Linked DNA regions of Mus musculus: region 1 is linked to region 2. The links are chromatin contacts, called in public Hi-C maps. All regions are on one chromosome and are shown on one strand. Each heading gives the region's core, a stretch centred on a gene start, on an enhancer-like site or on the middle of the called end of the contact. The rest is flanking DNA. Distances are from core to core; before and after follow the strand shown. Region 1 has its middle 170 kb from the start of Cth. Region 2 holds the start of Ptger3 (prostaglandin E receptor 3 (subtype EP3)).

Region 1 (4,552 bases), core at 845-3,344, 180 kb after region 2:
CCCACAAAGCCTGGCATAGATGACCCCAAATCTTTAGAAATGAGCACATTCATGCAACTAGGAGAAGGATGGATATATGTGAGACCATCCTCTTTCGTTCTACATTTCTCATGGGATGAACTCACATTTTCTGAGCTTCATTAGCAAATGACTGCCAGGTGCTGGCAACATGTGTTGTGGTAAAGGTCACTGAGGCATAACAAACACTCCACTGGGTTGTTCCTGATAGATATCCCTGTTACCCTCAGGATTAAATCACAGTCAATTCCTGTTACATGCTGTAGGCAGGCCCAAGCTCTGGCTTTTCATCTTGAGAGATGATGTCAGAAATAAGGTTTGCTTGTTTGTTTGTGTGTTTGTTTGTTTGTTTTTGTTTCCCCACGGTAATGTAAACTGCAAGTCCCATGCTGCTTTCTGGTTACAAATGTAAGCTGGAGAACATATGCTTGAGTGGCAGCCAAGAATCTGACTGCATCCTGGGAGGAAGGAAGGACACTACTCCACTGCATGGCTCCAAGAGGCCCTGTCTCTGGATGAGTCCCTTACTGGTGCCCATTCCTCTGGGAAACCAGAAATAGGAATGTGTGGGTAGGAGAAATATTCCTCGTGTGAAACTGGGGGCAAAATCCATTTTCCTCTTCTTTTATTTTGGAAGAAAATTGCTAAGAGATTAGTGAATGACTAGGGTAAAGTTAGGTCATATTCTTTTTTATCTCCATTCATCCCTGCGTCCACATACCTTTTTCACCTTTTGTGTTCAGAGAAGGACATACACTATTTTTCTGTCCCTCTCTGTTCTCTCCCACTGCAGTTTTAATGGGTGGTAACCATGCTGTAGCCTGAATTCTATCTTGAACTTACCCTACCAAACAAATTATCCTATTACTCAAGGTCTCAAAACATGGACAGAAAAAAAAATTAAAAACAAAAACAGAAACAAAATAACAAACAAAAAACATGGTCAGAATACAAACAGATTTTTTTTTTCAAACATATCATGAATAGCTTCTAGCCAGTTTCTGGTAAAATCCTTGTTCCTTTCTGAAACTTCATGAGCCAAGCCTCATCCACTATCTATGGGATGTGTGTGTGTGTGTGTGTGTGTGTGTGTGTGTGCGCTCATGTGTGCTTATGTGTGCATGTGTTCCTTTGTGTGTGTGTGCATGTGTGCCTCTGTGTGTTTGTGCTCATGTGTGCATGTGCTCCTTTGTGTGTGTGTGTGTGTGTGTGTACATGTGTGCCTCTGTGTATGTGTGTGCTCACGTGTGCATGTGTTCCTTTGTGTGTGTGTGCATGTGTGCCTCTGTGTGTTTGTGCTCATGTGTGCATGTGTCCCTTTGTTTGTATATACATGTGTGTCTCCGTCCGTGTCTGTACTTTTCTCGTTACTATGATAAGACTCTTGACAAAAAGCAGTCTAAAGGAGGAGGTGTTTACTTGACTTTAGTCAAGTCTATCACTATGGGGAAGGCACAGCTGCGAATATAGCTGATCACACTGTGCCTGCAGAAAGGATGCAGAAATATGAATGTGGTACTCTGCTTGATTTCTCTTCTTATCCAGTGTGGGATTCTACCCCATGGGGTGCTGCCTCTCACATTTAGAATGGATCTTCCCTCTTCAGCTGAACCTCACAACACCTCCATAGCCACTTAGAAGTATGTTTCCAGACCCATATCATCATGATTATAATTTTGAACTACCCCCACATAGTTGATAAATTCTAGGACATTTTCTCCTAACTCCGGTAAGAACAAAGAATTGTTTCTTAGACAGTTTTTCTATAATTTCTCTCTCGAGGGAATCATCCTTTCTCTCAAATGTCCAAGGAGAGAGATGTTTGCTAGGATGGAGCAATTAATGTTTGTGTATGTCCTTGGCTCGATGAAGTCTTCCAGCCCTGGGGACAATTCTGGGTGTATAATATCTTGATGGCCTCTGGCTGGATCCCATTGTGGGGGAATTTCAGTTTCCTCTGAATTGCCTCTCAGTCCCTAGTGGATTGTGATGCCAAATCTGTCAGACCCAGTCCTCTACCTCAACAACACTGGGACTCTTGACTGCTATGTGCTTTTCACTACACTCTATGCACAGTGACACCACCCTGCAACCTTGCCTGTCGCTAGTTCCCTGGGAAAGGATCCCACACCCAGCTCTGCAGCCTGCCAACTCATTGCAGAAAGCTCCTGCCAACTCATTGCAGAAAGTCTCTGGGTGAATACCCCGAAATACCCCTTTATTGTTTGGCACGTTCTGTCTCTCTCTGTCTTTCTCTATGTCTCTGTCTCTCTGTCTCTCTCTGTCTCTCTCTGTCTCTCTCTGTCTCTCTGTCTCTGTCTCTGTCTCTGTCTCTGTCTCTCTCTCTCTCTCTCTCTCTTTCTCTCAGACCTAACACACATCCCAATACTGGATCAAAATCAGCAATTCTACATGTCCCACAGGCTCTCTGTGCTCTGAGGCCCCACTGCTGCAGCCAGTCTTCCCTGCACCTCAGGTCTTTCCACCACAGTCATTCTCCTGCTGGCAGAGGGCACTCACTTCTTTTACTTCTAGAGACAAACTCAAAAGCCTAGATTAGGTTGTAAAGGTATATCTTTTCTTTGTTTTGCTAATTTACTTGTCTACTCTGGGAGTTAACGTTCTTCATGCCCCCACGCTGCTGTTTATCCCTCCCCCATCTTACTCACAGAGAATTTTTAACTTAACAGTGTTGAATCAGACCCTCTCTCGGCTTCATGAATCTTGAGGGAGAAGCAGATTCCATGGACATAACATTGTTAAAGACGCTATCTGATGCCTTCTCAGGCCCTTCTAAGCCTTGTCCTGTAACCTCTCACACATTAAAACAATAATGTTTATTTCCTTCAGGGAAAGTACAGATCGTACCCAGAACAAATGGCCCATTGCATGGGTTTGATTTTAAATTAGACTTATGTTCTAGTTTAACATTACAGGGGTGGTCTTGAGAGGGATATTTAGAAAAGAAAGCAGCTTTTTAAATACTAAAAACTTTCTTTTAAAGATCAGAAAGTAAAACATGGAGTAACAACCAGCTGAATCAAGTGAGAATACAGCCTATGGAGTCAGGGAAGTCCTAGCTGACTAATACTAATAGACCACCCCAGGAGAAAGAGAGAAAGGCCAGAGAAAGGAACACCTGACTGAAACTCTGAGAGGGGTCCCTTAGGATCCAAGCCTCAGCTCATAGGCTTCAGGGGTTAGGGTTAAGGTCAGGGTCAAGGTCAGGGTAGGACTCAGAAGAAGGATGACAGAGGGAGATAGGAAAGTACAGTTACTAAAACAAGAAAACAGAGGGAGAGTGTGTTGCTAAGTTTGGAAGGCACTGTTGCCATCACCAGGAATTTCCAAACATACTTCCTTCTGAGCATGTGGCTTCCTAAAATAAAGCTCAGCTATTATTTTGGGCATCAAAATGAGAGAAGATGAGATCTTTACTTTTGCTTTTGAGTAGAAGCACCAAAGATATGGGTCTTCAGGTTCCTCCCTGCTTCATGAATCTGAAGAGAAAACCCACAAGATGAGGAAGAGCTTAGCAGTCTGGATTCCTAATGGGTAAGACAGACAGTGATACTTGGTTTCCATTTTCCTCGTAGCTATCTCATTTCTCAATTTGTCTTCATATGAAAAGCTAAATATAAGTGGTTTGGGGGTAAAAGCCATGACTTGAGTTTTGGATATGTGGGCACATGACACATCCAAGAGTAACATGTTAAGAGTATAGGTCTGAATATGGAGGGCATGGAGAAGATTCCAGTCATAAGTGCTAAAACTGACTCTCAAATCACACAAATAGTCCTCTGTGTGTGTGGTTGGAGTTACAGAATGGGTACAAATGAATTAAGAGGCTTCAAACGTCAAAGAGGCCTTACAGGAAACTGAGAGCTAATACAGATGGAAAGTTAATATAGGTGGCTACAAATTTAATAATAATGTTGCTAGAGGGTAAGCCAAGTCACAGGGTCTCAGGGCCAACCCCAGTGACAGGAGTGAAGTGTTTGTTATTAAAGTGCAGGAACAGGTCCAAATGGGTTGATGGATAGAGAATGGATGGATGGATGGATGGATGGATGGATGGATGGGATGGATGGGCAAGTGGATGGGTGGTTGGATGGGTACATGGATGAATGGATAGATAGATGGATCAATGATTCTTGAGATAGGCAGTAGTTATCTGCTTGTGGTCCCTTGATATGCACACCAGGAGGTCACATGATGGGTCAGTAGGGCTGTTGTTATCCCAGGAGTCCAAGTGAGGGTATTTCAACCTTTCTTAATTTTGTGTGTTTGAAAAGTTTCCAGACATGGTTTTCCTAATGTGATTTCAATACCCTCGTGTGTTCTAACTTACTTTAATAAATTCAAAGATAATACTTTTGTACTTTCAGGAATACACCATTTATCAGTCTGTATGTAACTCTTCAGTGGTGCTGCTGACATCTGAGAGCATCCTGCCTCTGTATCAGCCCTCAAACAGGAGTCAAATGCTGCCTGTAAAATGGAGTCACTCAGGACTAGCCAAGTCCTGAAGCTG
Region 2 (4,176 bases), core at 1,483-3,982:
GAAAAATGAAAATACGCTCCTTTTATTTCAGCCTCCACTGGTTTATTGGTTAATCAGAGATTCAAGTACAGGGCTGAGCTCATTCCCTCAAGCCTGTGGAAATGATCAGTCTAGTGATAAGATTTGTAATCCCAGCAATGGGGGCAAGGGGGACAAGGATCCTTATCCCTGAGGATCACGGACTAGTCATTCTATCCCAATTTGTGAGCTCCAGGAGATGAGAGACCCAGTCTCAAAGTACATGGAGGGAAAGAGGAGAACATGATCAGGTATTGGGGTGGGGTGGGGGTGACACTGGACTGAAGCCCCGAGGGCCAGCAGAAAGAATAGAAACAGTCAACCTATGGCGGTAGTAGGTGGGGGGACCCTCTAGAATGTATTAGAAACCTGGGACATGAGAGACTCTCAGGACTCAAAGGTAGGGGCCTTAGATGAAATGCCCTACAGTGGGGAGAGGGAGCTTATAGAGTCCACCTCCAGCAGAAAGACAGGACATCAAGTGAAGGGATGGGGTTGCCATCCTACAGTCAAAAACTCTGACCCAAAATTGTTCCTGTCTGAAAAAAAAACCTGCAGAGTCAAAAATGGAGGAGAGCCTAAGATAAAGAAGGTCCAGTGACTGGCCCAAATTGGCATCCAGCTCAAGGGGAGGCCTCAAGGCCTGACACTATTACTGATATTATGGAGTGTTTACAAACAGGAACCTATCATGACTGCCCTCCGAAAGGCCCAACAAGCAGCAGCTGAAAGACTCAGATGCAGATATTTACACCTAACCAATGGACAGAGGCTGGTGACCCCTGTGGTTGAATTAGGGAAAAGCTGGGAGAAGCTGAGCAGGAGGGCAACCCAATAGGAAGAGCAGTAGTCTCAACTAACCTGGACTCCGGAGATCGCTCAGACACTGAGCCACCAACCAGGCAGCATACACCAGCTGGTATGAGGCCCCCAACACACATACAGCAGAGGACTGATGGGTCTGGGTTCAGTCAGAGAAGATGCACCTAACCCTCAAGAGACTTCAGGTTTCAAGGAGTGGGGAAGGTCTTGAGGGGTGGGGGGTGGGGAACATCCTCTTGGAGCCGGGGTTTTGGGGGGAGGAGGAGGTATGGGATGTGGAACAGTTAGAAGGCAGACCAGGAGGGGGATTAAAGAATTAAAAAAAAAAATGTTTTAAAGAAATTCTCTTTAATACAAGATAGTGCATGTTAGCAGTTTAGCCACTAGAGGGGAGTGTCGTTTCAAATGAACTAAGTCAACTCTTGGCAGCTAGCAAAAGAACCAACAGGAAAACAACCAGGAGAATCTAAAAGTTACTTATTTGCAGGGTGAACAGCTAAAATGTAGGTAACTCTGGCTGGGAAAAAAAAAATGCTTCAAGAAGAGAAGGGTTTCTGAAACTTTGTTAAGAGCTGTCAACAAAGGAATACACATGGCTCCAGCTGCATATGTAGCAGAGGATGGTCTTGTCATGGTATCAAGTGGAAGGAGAGGTCCTTGGTCCTATGAAGGTTGGATAGATGCCCCAGTGTAGGGGAATCAAAGGTGGGGAGGTGGGAGTGGGTGGGTGGGTGGAGGAACACCCTCTTAGAAGCAGGGGGAGAGATGTGATAGGGTGTTACAGGGAGGGGCGGGAAAGGGGATAACATGAAATGTAAATGAAAATATCCAATAAGAGAGAGAGAGAGGGAGAGAGAGAGAGAGGGAGAGAGAGAGAGAGATTGATTAACTATCTTTGCCAATACATGTTCTTATGGTCGACCTTCTCAGTAAGCATTAGGCAGGGGGAAGTGACCTAATGAATAGAATGCTAACCACTCAAAGGAAGACCTGAATTGGGATTCCCAACACCTGAGTAAAAGTAGCCTGGCTGTTGGGCTTGGGTGTGTGAGGCCATACCAGGCCGGGAGTCACAGTGGAAGACACTCCATGTTGAAGTCTGACCTCAATGTAAATACGAAAGGACTCTCTCTCTCTCTCTCTCTCTCTCTCTCTCTCTCTCTCTCTCTCTCTCTCTCTCTCTCTCTCTCACACACACACACACACACACACAGCGGGGTGGGAAATAGGGGGATGATAATGTAAACAAGTTAGTTATTAATAAATATAAAATTTTTGATCTAACTAAAGGGTGGCATATTTTCTTTGATGTATGAATTCCAGAATACTCTTAAAATTTAAATGTATCATTATACTGAAATGTCACTCAGTGAAAATGTGAATTTGCTATGTACTTTCACCTGTGTGCTTACTTGGTTTTGGATTTTTAAACTGACATTATCCTAGAAAAGTATTTTACCAATATGAGTTTGGAATTAGTCCAAAGTAAAATAAGGCAATAGTTTCAGGAAGACTTAAAACACAAACTCATCCCTATTCTTTCCCAGATGTGAGTATCATATGTATATACATATGATATTGATACATATACATATATATATTTATATATATATATTAAATAAAACAAATTCAATGACAGTCAAACATGAGGAGAAATCAGCATTGCGATTCACGCAGCTACTAACATGTCAGATTTCGTCTTTTCTCCAGTGTCACGTAACCCAAAGGCTGATGAGCACTTTACAGAGTCCCAGAGCTGGAGAGGCAGACCTAGGGGGCGCGGCGCCAGGTGATCCCAGCCCACACCGCCCTTCGCCTGCCTACTCGCAGCACCGCCCCTCGAGCTCCAAGGCGCGGGAGGAGCCTCGCGCGGCGTCGGGCGGCGCCTGTCCAGTCCCCGCAGCCTAGCGCGGGAGGCGGCGGGCGATGGAGAGCAGAGCCTGGGCTCCGGCTGTCCCCCAGTGCACTCTGCTGCTATCCCGCAGCTGAGCCGGGAGGCTCCGGCCCCGTGCGCCCTACCGTGGCCCCGCCACTATGGCTAGCATGTGGGCGCCGGAGCACTCTGCTGAAGCGCACAGCAACCTGTCAAGTACTACCGACGACTGCGGCTCCGTGTCCGTGGCCTTTCCCATCACCATGATGGTCACTGGCTTCGTGGGCAACGCGCTGGCCATGCTGCTCGTGTCGCGCAGCTACCGGCGCCGCGAGAGCAAGCGCAAGAAGTCTTTCCTGCTGTGCATTGGCTGGCTGGCGCTCACCGACTTAGTGGGGCAGCTCCTGACCAGCCCGGTGGTCATCCTCGTGTACCTGTCACAGCGACGCTGGGAGCAGCTCGACCCATCGGGGCGTCTGTGCACCTTCTTCGGGCTAACCATGACAGTGTTCGGGCTATCCTCGCTCCTGGTGGCCAGCGCCATGGCCGTGGAGCGCGCCCTGGCCATCCGTGCGCCGCACTGGTATGCCAGCCACATGAAGACTCGCGCCACGCGCGCGGTACTGCTGGGCGTGTGGCTGTCTGTGCTCGCCTTCGCGCTGCTGCCGGTGCTGGGCGTGGGCCGCTACAGCGTGCAGTGGCCGGGCACGTGGTGCTTCATCAGCACCGGGCCGGCGGGCAACGAGACAGACCCTGCGCGCGAGCCGGGCAGCGTGGCCTTTGCCTCCGCCTTCGCCTGCTTGGGCTTGCTGGCTCTGGTGGTGACCTTTGCCTGCAACCTGGCGACCATCAAAGCCCTGGTGTCCCGCTGTCGGGCCAAAGCCGCCGTCTCGCAGTCCAGCGCCCAGTGGGGCAGAATCACCACGGAGACGGCCATCCAGCTCATGGGGATCATGTGTGTGCTGTCCGTCTGTTGGTCGCCGCTATTGGTAAGTAGTTGGTAGAGTGGGGGCGTTTGTAGGGAGCCGTAAATGTAGGGAAACTTTCTGAAAGTGACTAGCACCCAGAATTCCTGCCGCTCATGCGGCCCCGGGTTGCAGCCTCCAGCCAAGAGCCTAAGCCGCTTGCGGAGCTTACAAGAGCTAGTCAAGTCGGTCCAGACTTGCCAGGCGCTTGTGAAGATGCAAACAGCCTAGGCACAGAGGTGGGTAGACGCTGCTCAAGCCAGTGCAGACTGATGTTTGCCCCTTGCGTTATAAGAGGAGGTATGATGACAACTCTAGCTCAACCTGCTAATCCCGCTGCGATGTTTGGGCACCTGGGAGCCAGGCAGGTCCTATGGCTTCAGCCGCACAGCAACTAACCTTCTTGGCAAACTGTCTTTCTGTTGCCAGCACTAAAGGTTCTCAGGTAGCTACTGTCTGCAGGGAGGGTCAGGAAGGCACAGATGCCGCAGCCCCCTA

Evidence for each region. A called contact is a pair of places that touch in the nucleus more often than the background predicts.
Region 1: a Hi-C map of cortical neurons shows a contact between it and region 2. The contact joins the enhancer-like site here to the promoter of Ptger3 in region 2. A contact is called at or near these places in 15 of 39 promoter capture datasets (the 3T3-L1 cell line, 3T3-L1-derived adipocytes, the C10 cell line and 7 more), 3 of 484 Hi-C or Micro-C datasets (cortical neurons, embryonic stem cells and liver), 1 of 115 datasets of contacts at active chromatin or transcription factors (embryonic forebrain) and 2 of 9 other capture datasets (adipose tissue and pancreatic islet).

The regions. Positions count from the first base shown.
Region 1 is chr3:157,748,372-157,752,923 of GRCm38.p6, forward strand. No RefSeq gene overlaps it. Among named protein-coding and RNA genes, the nearest start is that of Cth, 170 kb to the right of the region's middle. Within about 2 kb of position 2,095, at least 4 of the 459 cell types and tissues checked have an H3K27ac peak or open chromatin away from gene starts, as enhancers often do. A contact at or near this core is called in 3T3-L1-derived adipocytes and cortical neurons, where this site is marked.
Region 2 is chr3:157,564,144-157,568,319 of GRCm38.p6, forward strand. It overlaps Ptger3 (prostaglandin E receptor 3 (subtype EP3)), which reads left to right and starts at 2,733. Exons shown (of 4, transcript NM_001359745.2): 1 at 2,733-3,702. The coding sequence starts at 2,875.